2 separate regions of the Delphinus delphis genome follow, and region 2 is linked to region 1. A link is a contact called in public Hi-C data. All regions are on one chromosome and are shown on one strand. Each heading gives the region's core, a stretch centred on a gene start, on an enhancer-like site or on the middle of the called end of the contact. The rest is flanking DNA. Distances are from core to core; before and after follow the strand shown.

What was found. A called contact is a pair of places that touch in the nucleus more often than the background predicts.
Region 2: a Hi-C map of lung shows a contact between it and region 1, with 7 times the contacts expected there. The contact joins the promoter of EMX2 here to the promoter of RAB11FIP2 in region 1. A contact is called at or near these places in 2 of 3 Hi-C or Micro-C datasets (lung and muscle).

Annotation. Positions count from the first base shown.
Region 1 is chr16:12,842,063-12,845,980 of mDelDel1.2, forward strand. RAB11FIP2 (RAB11 family interacting protein 2) reads left to right here and starts at 2,444. Exons shown (of 5, transcript XM_060033996.1): 1 at 2,444-3,552. The coding sequence starts at 3,200.
Region 2 is chr16:13,283,217-13,286,848 of mDelDel1.2, forward strand. It overlaps EMX2 (empty spiracles homeobox 2), which reads right to left and starts at 2,072. Exons shown (of 3, transcript XM_060033537.1): 1 at 992-2,072. The coding sequence starts at 1,397.

The sequences.
Region 1 (3,918 bases), core at 1,194-3,693:
TTATCAAACAATTTTAAGCTCTTTAGAAACACACATTCACTATTATAGTTGCCTATTTCTTATTTAATTACAACTTTTAATAGAGACATGATGACTTTTAAAATGCAATTTATAACAATTCTACACTTAAGTTTTTTTCATGATGTTTATCTTGTTTTTGTAAGTTTCAGGTGTCAATTTATTTCTCCCTGGACATACTGGTTGAAATTTCACTGTTGACTATTCCAATGCACCCTTTAAAAATCCCTGAGAATATTTTTCTTTCAGGTTGACAACAGCCCACTCTGGGATCCAGGTGCAATATTAACAGTATGATGATTTTGTTCTGTTTTCTACACATGGCTTTTTCATACACTGTCTCTCAGAGATGGAAAATTCTGCCTCTTTTTTACATTTTATAGTAAACTTTCATCAGAATGACCTAAAACCAGGTCTTTTCATTCTAGATGGCTCAAGATTATTCAAGATTCATCTGTAGTTCGGTTCCCTGAATATCTTGGTGATAAATTAATCTAATGTCTCTTTTTAGAGTGCCTACTTCATGCAGAACATACACCAGCCACTGTGTGTAAGCAGCACTAAAAAACTGTGGTTTCCAATAAATGAAATCTATAGATGCGAGCAAGTGTCAGTGGGTCCCTGAAAGAATGTGCTAGAATCTGAGTAGTCTTGAGGTTTGTGGTGCTGTCCTTTAGAGTCAGGAGAGTATCTTCTTTCCATAAGATTAAAATAATATATAACGTTATCCCCTCTCCCCCTAAGGTTTTCCAACTGTATGGTTGCTCTTCTGACACAAATGCATTGGGCCCTCCCATACCTCCATTCAAAAAGTAATGAAAAGACCCTTGTTTCTTAAGAGTTTTAAGTGCTGCAGCTAGTACCCATGAGGATAGCGAGAAAACATGGAGAACACAATGTTCTCCCCAAACTGAAAAGTTTTAAACATTGCCTGAAAATCATAAACACAATACCTTACACTTTTATAGTCACTTTAAGTTGGAAAAGTGTATACACATCTATCATATTGTTTTACTCTCAAAATTAGTCTTGTGAAGGGAGAAGGGCATTCAATAATTGAGTGTCTACTGCCTGCTAAACACTGTGAAGTGATGATCCATGATACACAAGGCAATCCAAAGAGGTTAGACTTTCCTTGGGAAGATAAGACATGAACAGAAATAAATACAATAAAGATAGAATGTATCTTGTAATAAATAGAGGGAGGAAGGGAGACTTAGAATTATGTTCCATACTATGCCAGGAAATGAATATGTATAATCTCTTAATACCCCTCCCAACTCTATAGTAGCAATTTTATCAACAATTTATGGACCAGGAAATCCAGGCTCCCAGAATCTAACTTCCTTGTCTCAGGAAGCTAAGTGCCCATCACAAGCTTTGTACTGAATTTCTGGCAGTCAGGACATCAAGCAAGGCTCCTGACTCATCAGCCATTACCCAAACTTTTCCCATTAGATCAGGCTGATTTCAGAAAAAATGCAGTATTAACACATCCACATTTTGTTCTCTTAACACCGTCCCTTCCATTCCAACAGCGCTGGTGTCCCTCAGGACTTGCCCTCAGGGCAGGTAAGGAACTTGTCGGTTGCCCTTGGTGAGGGAGGCTGTTTGCTTTTCTTAGTTGACTTAGCCGAATACGACCAGAATCACCTCTGCGTTTGGCGTCTGACGTTAGATAGACTAACAGACTGTGAGTGCCCAAGGGGGTCCTTTGGACGCGTAAGCCCACAGAGTGGCGATGGCGTCTCAGACTTTACGGAGACCTGTTTTACCTGTGAAGAAAACGAGGCTCAGGGAGGGGAAATGACTTGACCAAGGTCATACATTCGACGGTGGCAGATGTGGGATCAGAACCAGGTCTTCTGACTCCAGCCCAGTGCCTCCCAGGATCTAATTTATTAACCCCTGTGTTAGCTTTGGAATCTTTTATCCGCTTCCCTTTTTCCTGTCGTCTGAGTGGGGGATGTCATTCCAGTCAATTAGCAGCCTTCTCTCCTTTCAAAAAGGGAAGAGTGGATAAGGGGTTGGGGAAAAGTATGTTTTCGGCCAGTTAAAGGGACTGATTTATTTCACCACCACTCATCCAACGCCCGCTCGGTGCCAGGCACTGGGCATCCACGGTACAGTAAAGACAGCTTCCAAAGATTGAAACTGGGTCTCTCCCAAGACCGGGCGTGCCCTGGGCCTTGACTGCCTCCTCTCGGAGCAGTCTCCCGCTGTCCCCAGAGCCCCCCTGCTCGAGGAACCTTCAGCACTGGGCGCCTAGCTCACGGCCTCAGCGCCCGCGCGACACGCCCCCGGTCACCACGGCAACCGGGGAGGTGCTGACCCTTGACCCCGGGCCCCGCCCGGCCCTGCCCCGCCCCGTCGCATTCCCGAGATCAAGATGGAGAAGGACAACCCGGAAGTGCCGCCGCCCGCCTGGTGCTAGGAGCCGCCGGCTCGGCTAGGCCGAGACCCGCGCCCGCCGTCCTTCCGCCAGCGGCCCACCCCGCTGTCCTTCCGCGCCGGAGCTGCAGCGTCCCCCGCCCCCGGTCCCACTCCACCCCACAGCGACCCGCCCCCGCCCCCAGGCCCGCCCGAGAGGAGGAGCCGAGGCGAGGGGGAGGAGGCGGGAGAGGTTTGCGAGAGGGAGCGAGGCCGCACGAGCCGCCGGCGGTTCGTATTACCGGGGTCGGGAGGAGGAGCCCAGCCGGGCCCGCGGACCAGCGCCGGGCGGGCGGGAGGCGCGGAGGAGGCGGGCGGAAAGCCCGGGGCTGCGAATTGGGGCGGGGGCGCCCTCCCACCTCTGCCGCCCTCCGTTCGGGCCTTGGCGGCCTGGCCTCACCTGCCCGGAGGCCTGGGAGCCACCAGTCGCCGCCGAGGGCCAGTCCCCGGGGCCGGCGGAGCGTGGAGGTGCGGACGCGAGGCGCGGGCCTCCGCGCGGAGGCCTGGACTGCGCGGCCAGGTGATGGTGGGCCCCTGTGCTTCTCCAGAGGAAAGGGGACCCCCAGAGCAGCTGTGCCCCCAGGCTGCCCCAGCAAGCCGTTTGGACATCAGCCGTAGGGAAGTCGGGCAGCTGTGAGTTTGCCTGTCTCCGTTAAGTGTCCTTAGGATGCAGTGATTTAAGGAATCAGGCTCTCCCTGCGGGAGGGGCCCTGCCTGCGCTGGTGAACTCGGTGCAGAGAAAAAGGACAGAATGATGCTTTCCGAGCAAGCCCAAAAGTGGTTTCCGACCCACGTGCAGGTCACAGTGCTCCAAGCCAAAGATCTTAAGCCAAAAGGCAAAAGTGGCACCAATGACACATACACTATAATTCAGCTGGGCAAGGAAAAGTACTCCACGTCTGTAGCTGAGAAAACCCTTGAGCCAGTCTGGAAGGAAGAGGCCTCTTTTGAGCTGCCTGGTTTGCTAATGCAGGGGAATCCAGAGAAATACATCCTTTTCCTCATAGTTATGCACAGGTCCCTGGTGGGTCTGGATAAGTTTTTAGGGCAGGTGGCCATCAATCTCAATGACATCTTTGAGGACAAACAAAGAAGGAAAACAGAGTAAGTTATGTAATTTATTTTGAATTGGGGGGAGTTTAACTATTATCTCATTTATGGATTTCCTGTTCTTGGAAATTATTTGTCTATCTAGGGCATTGGTTTTTGGACTGAAATATGACCCAGTTTTAAACACCATATTTGCATGAATCTGAAGTAAAAATAGCCCTTGTGAAGAAACATTTTTTAAGTGGAGTCTTTAATGATCCATTACTCTCTCATTTGTTTGAGGTAAACATCTTCAATAGTTGAATATTTTGCGCAGGATTTTAAGTAAACATTGTTTCACTGCTTAATAAGAGGACTGGACCATAGTGTTGACCAATTAAAACAACATATATGTAAATTGTTACAATCTTTAAACATGAA
Region 2 (3,632 bases), core at 822-3,321, 440 kb after region 1:
TTTTTGTTTGGTTTGGTTTCTTTAATTATGGAGGACGGGAATCTACCCCATTCTAGGCTCTGGCAGGAACGCCAAGGGTTAATGAATGGGCAAGCCGCTGGGTATTGATCAGCGGCCTCGGGAGGTAGGTCTTTTCCCCGCTCGGATCGCTAAACTAATTACTTGCCCCTTTTTCTGGAGTTTTAACTCTCCTTCCACTCCCACCCCCACCCCACCCCCCACACACACAAATCCAAAAAATAGCAAGAAAGGAAAACACCCAAACAGATCTCCTCCAGCCCGTCTTCCGACCCGGTTCATTTCTTTTAAAAGAAAAACAAAAACCAGACCGAACCTGCCTTCGCCGTGGCCGCTCGGCGCCCGAATTGAGCAGGTCACGGCGAGAGTCCTGAGCCTCGGAGGCTCCTACCCGCAAGGGTTCCCGCCCCGCCTGAGCCTCCAGAGTAAGCAGGATAAAACAAACTCCCAGACTTTGATCTGGGGACGCGAGGGTCTCTTCGCCGCCGGAAGAGGGTCAGAGACCGAGAAGCTGCAGGTCTAGGATGCAGGGGCGCGGAGTGGATGGTAAACAGGGTCGAACGCAGTCGAGAGCGAACCTGGTGGCCGGGCCTGTCCGCGCCCCTCGGAGCCAGGGCGGCGAGGGCATCGCCGGGAAGACAGAGAACCCGGGGACCCCCGCGGGCCACGGATTCCTTGGCGGCCGGCACTCGTAGCACGCTAGGAAAGCCTGCCTCGACCCGAGAGCGTTCGGGGACAACTCCTCTGTCTGCGCCCTTCTCTAAAGGGTCAAGCGGCCGTGGCCAGACCCCAAACCGGCCGCAGCTCGGAGACTAGGGACCGTGCCCGGCTCCTCGCCGCCCAGTTTCCAAACGCGGCGCGCGGGCGGGCGAACCGGAGGAACCTCCATCCAGGCCTTGCCGGGCGCCCACCCAGAGCAGGCCGAGGGCAGTGCGGGCTGCAGAGCGCTGCAGCCCCGCGACGTGGCACGTACCTTGGAAGCGGTGGCCCAGATATCGGTAGCGATGGATGAGCCAGGGGTAGAAGGTGGACGGGTCCCGCTGCTGCGAGGCGAAGAGGGGGTGTGGCGAGTGCGAGGAGGGCAGGGGGTGGGCAGCCAGGGCGTGCGGCGGCGGCACCGGGTGCACGGGCACGGCCGGGTTGGGCGGGTGCGAGACCGCCTCGGCGAACACCAAGTCCGGGTTGGAGTAGACGCCCCTGCCGGCGGCGGCGGCGGCGGCCGAGTGGAAGCCGTTGAGGAACGGGTTTATGGGGCTGGAGTTGGCGTAGCTGAGCGCCGCGGGACGGATGGGGTCCTCAGAGCGCGAGGCGGGCAGGGGACTGTCCTTGGCCACCAGCGACTCGATGGTGAAGCAGCGCTTGGGCGCCGGCTGGAACATGCTGCGCCGAGGAGCGGGCGCCCGGGGCTCCCAGCTCCCGGCGACCGCGGCGCGCTGCCTCCGCCGCCCGCTGCCCGCTGCCCGCGGCGAGAACGGACGAGAATTGGGGACTTGTTTGTTGGGGGTGGGGGTGGGGGTGGGGGTGGGGATGGGGGTGGGGGAGGAAAGGGAGAAAGAAAGGAAAGGAAAGGAAAGGAAGAAGGAAAGAAGGGGGGAGGGGGAGGGAGAGGCAACACCGAGGATCCCGAGAATCTTGCACCAAACGCGCCCAACCTGGAGAGAGGGGGAAAAATCCTTCCAGAAGAATTTGCAGGCGTGGATTGGGGTAATTTTTTTTCTTTTGTTTTTCTTTTCTTTTTTTTTTTTTTTTTTTTTTGCGAGATGGCGTGGGGGGGATCGAAGTTAGAGGCGGGAGGGGGGGAAGTTTCTCGGGGGAGGCAAAAAAAAGTTTTCTCTCCTCTGCAAAAGGCGGGCAGGGCGCCCTAAGTCCAAGGACAATCCATGGAAGTGTTCGCTTCTTCACAAGTTGTGCAAACGATTTGTTAGTTCATGAGCCTAATTAGTGCGGGGATCACATAAACAGCTTCCTCCGAAGCCTGGTAAATGGCTTGATGATTGGTCGCTATTACTCGCCCTGAGGTGGAAGGGGGGAGACTCTTTAAAGTGCGTCAGAAGGAGGCGAGCGCCTGGGAACCCGGAGGCCTGGATCCAGGCCGAGAGTGGAACGGAGTCGGCGCCGCTGCCTCGGCCGTGCCTCCTGCGCCCGCCAGGCCGCCCGGCCTTTCGGCGCCGTCGCCGCGCGCTCCTAGCTCACTTGCTCCCGCGGCGCCCGCGGCGGCTTCTTCTCCTCTTTCGCCTCCTCCTCTTCCTTTGGCTTCTCCTCCTCCTCTTCCTCCTTCTCCTCCTCCTCTTCTTCCTCCTCCTCTTTCCCCACCTCCTCCCCCTCAGCCACCGCCTACTTCTCCACCACCACCATTCCCTCCGGGGCACCCCGGTCCCTGCAGAGTCCCCGAGCGGCGCCGCCTTTGCTGCGGCCCCCTGGATCCCGAGCCTGCTGAGCCCGAGCTGGGGGGACAGACGGACACACTGATGCACATATTCCTCGCGCCTAGCGCTATGCCGCTGCTGCCCCCCGCGGGCGCGGGTCAGGGGAGCTGGAATCGCCCCGGGAGCACTCGAGGGTAAGCGAGCAGGGGTTGGTTCCCGGCGAGGGCTAACGGAGCCGTTGGGTTAGACCAATTCCCACGCCCAGCGAAGCTCCCGGAGGTTTCCCAGGTGAGGAGGGAGTCTGGCCGGGGATGGGGGTCCTCCGACCACGCGTAGCCTCTAGGTCCCAGGGTCCCTGAGTTCACGATCCTTGACTCGGCCCGTTCGTTTCCAAGCTGAGACCGGAGTGGACGACCCTGCCCTGGCGGTGGGCTTCCAACTTGCCCACAGGCTCTCTATTTTCCTCTCTGGGAGGGTGCTCATCTCTTTCCCCCAAACAGCTCTTTTGAGAACTAGGGGTCCCAATATCTGGGAATGGGGGTCCAAGGTCAAGGGAGCGGCTGATGTGATACTACTATTACCGTTACGTTGTCGTTATTATTTTTGTTAGTGTTATCATTCTTATTATTGCTATTATTATTATTATTATCATCATCATCATCATCACTATTTCTATTATTATTCTGCCATCTGTCGTCCTAGGGGCGGGTTGCTGTGCAAACTCAGGGCTTGCGATTAGGGAGTGAGGATCGCTTCTCCAGTCCCAGGCCGTGTCCGCATTTTCGTGCTTGCCTTCGGTTTTAGGATGATTTTAGGGCTGAGTTCCCTCGTCCCCATTGGCTCATGCTGCGGCATAATTATGATCACATCCCCCAGGCTGCTGGCGCTGCTCTCTGTTTATTGGTGGTTAAAGATCTATTATCTATTCATCAGCCGCCTCTTTTTTCCTCTTTTTTTTCTTTTTGCCAATTACATTCTTCTAAAGTGAAGTACCAGCAGGTATTTTGCACGTTTACAATTAATGATTTTTAAAAAAATCTGGCATCCTTTAAATCTCTTACTTGGAGGCCCATGTCACTTCGCTTAAGGATGAAGAAATGCCTGTGTTTGGTGATGAGGTTGCCGTGAGACCCAAAAAAATGTCGATTGGGAGGGGGAGAAGAGAGAAGTCCTGTAAGTCAGGCTTCAGTGCCACCAGATTCATCAGTCAAAGGTCCCCAGGTCTGGGGACATGTGCCCTGCTTTCCC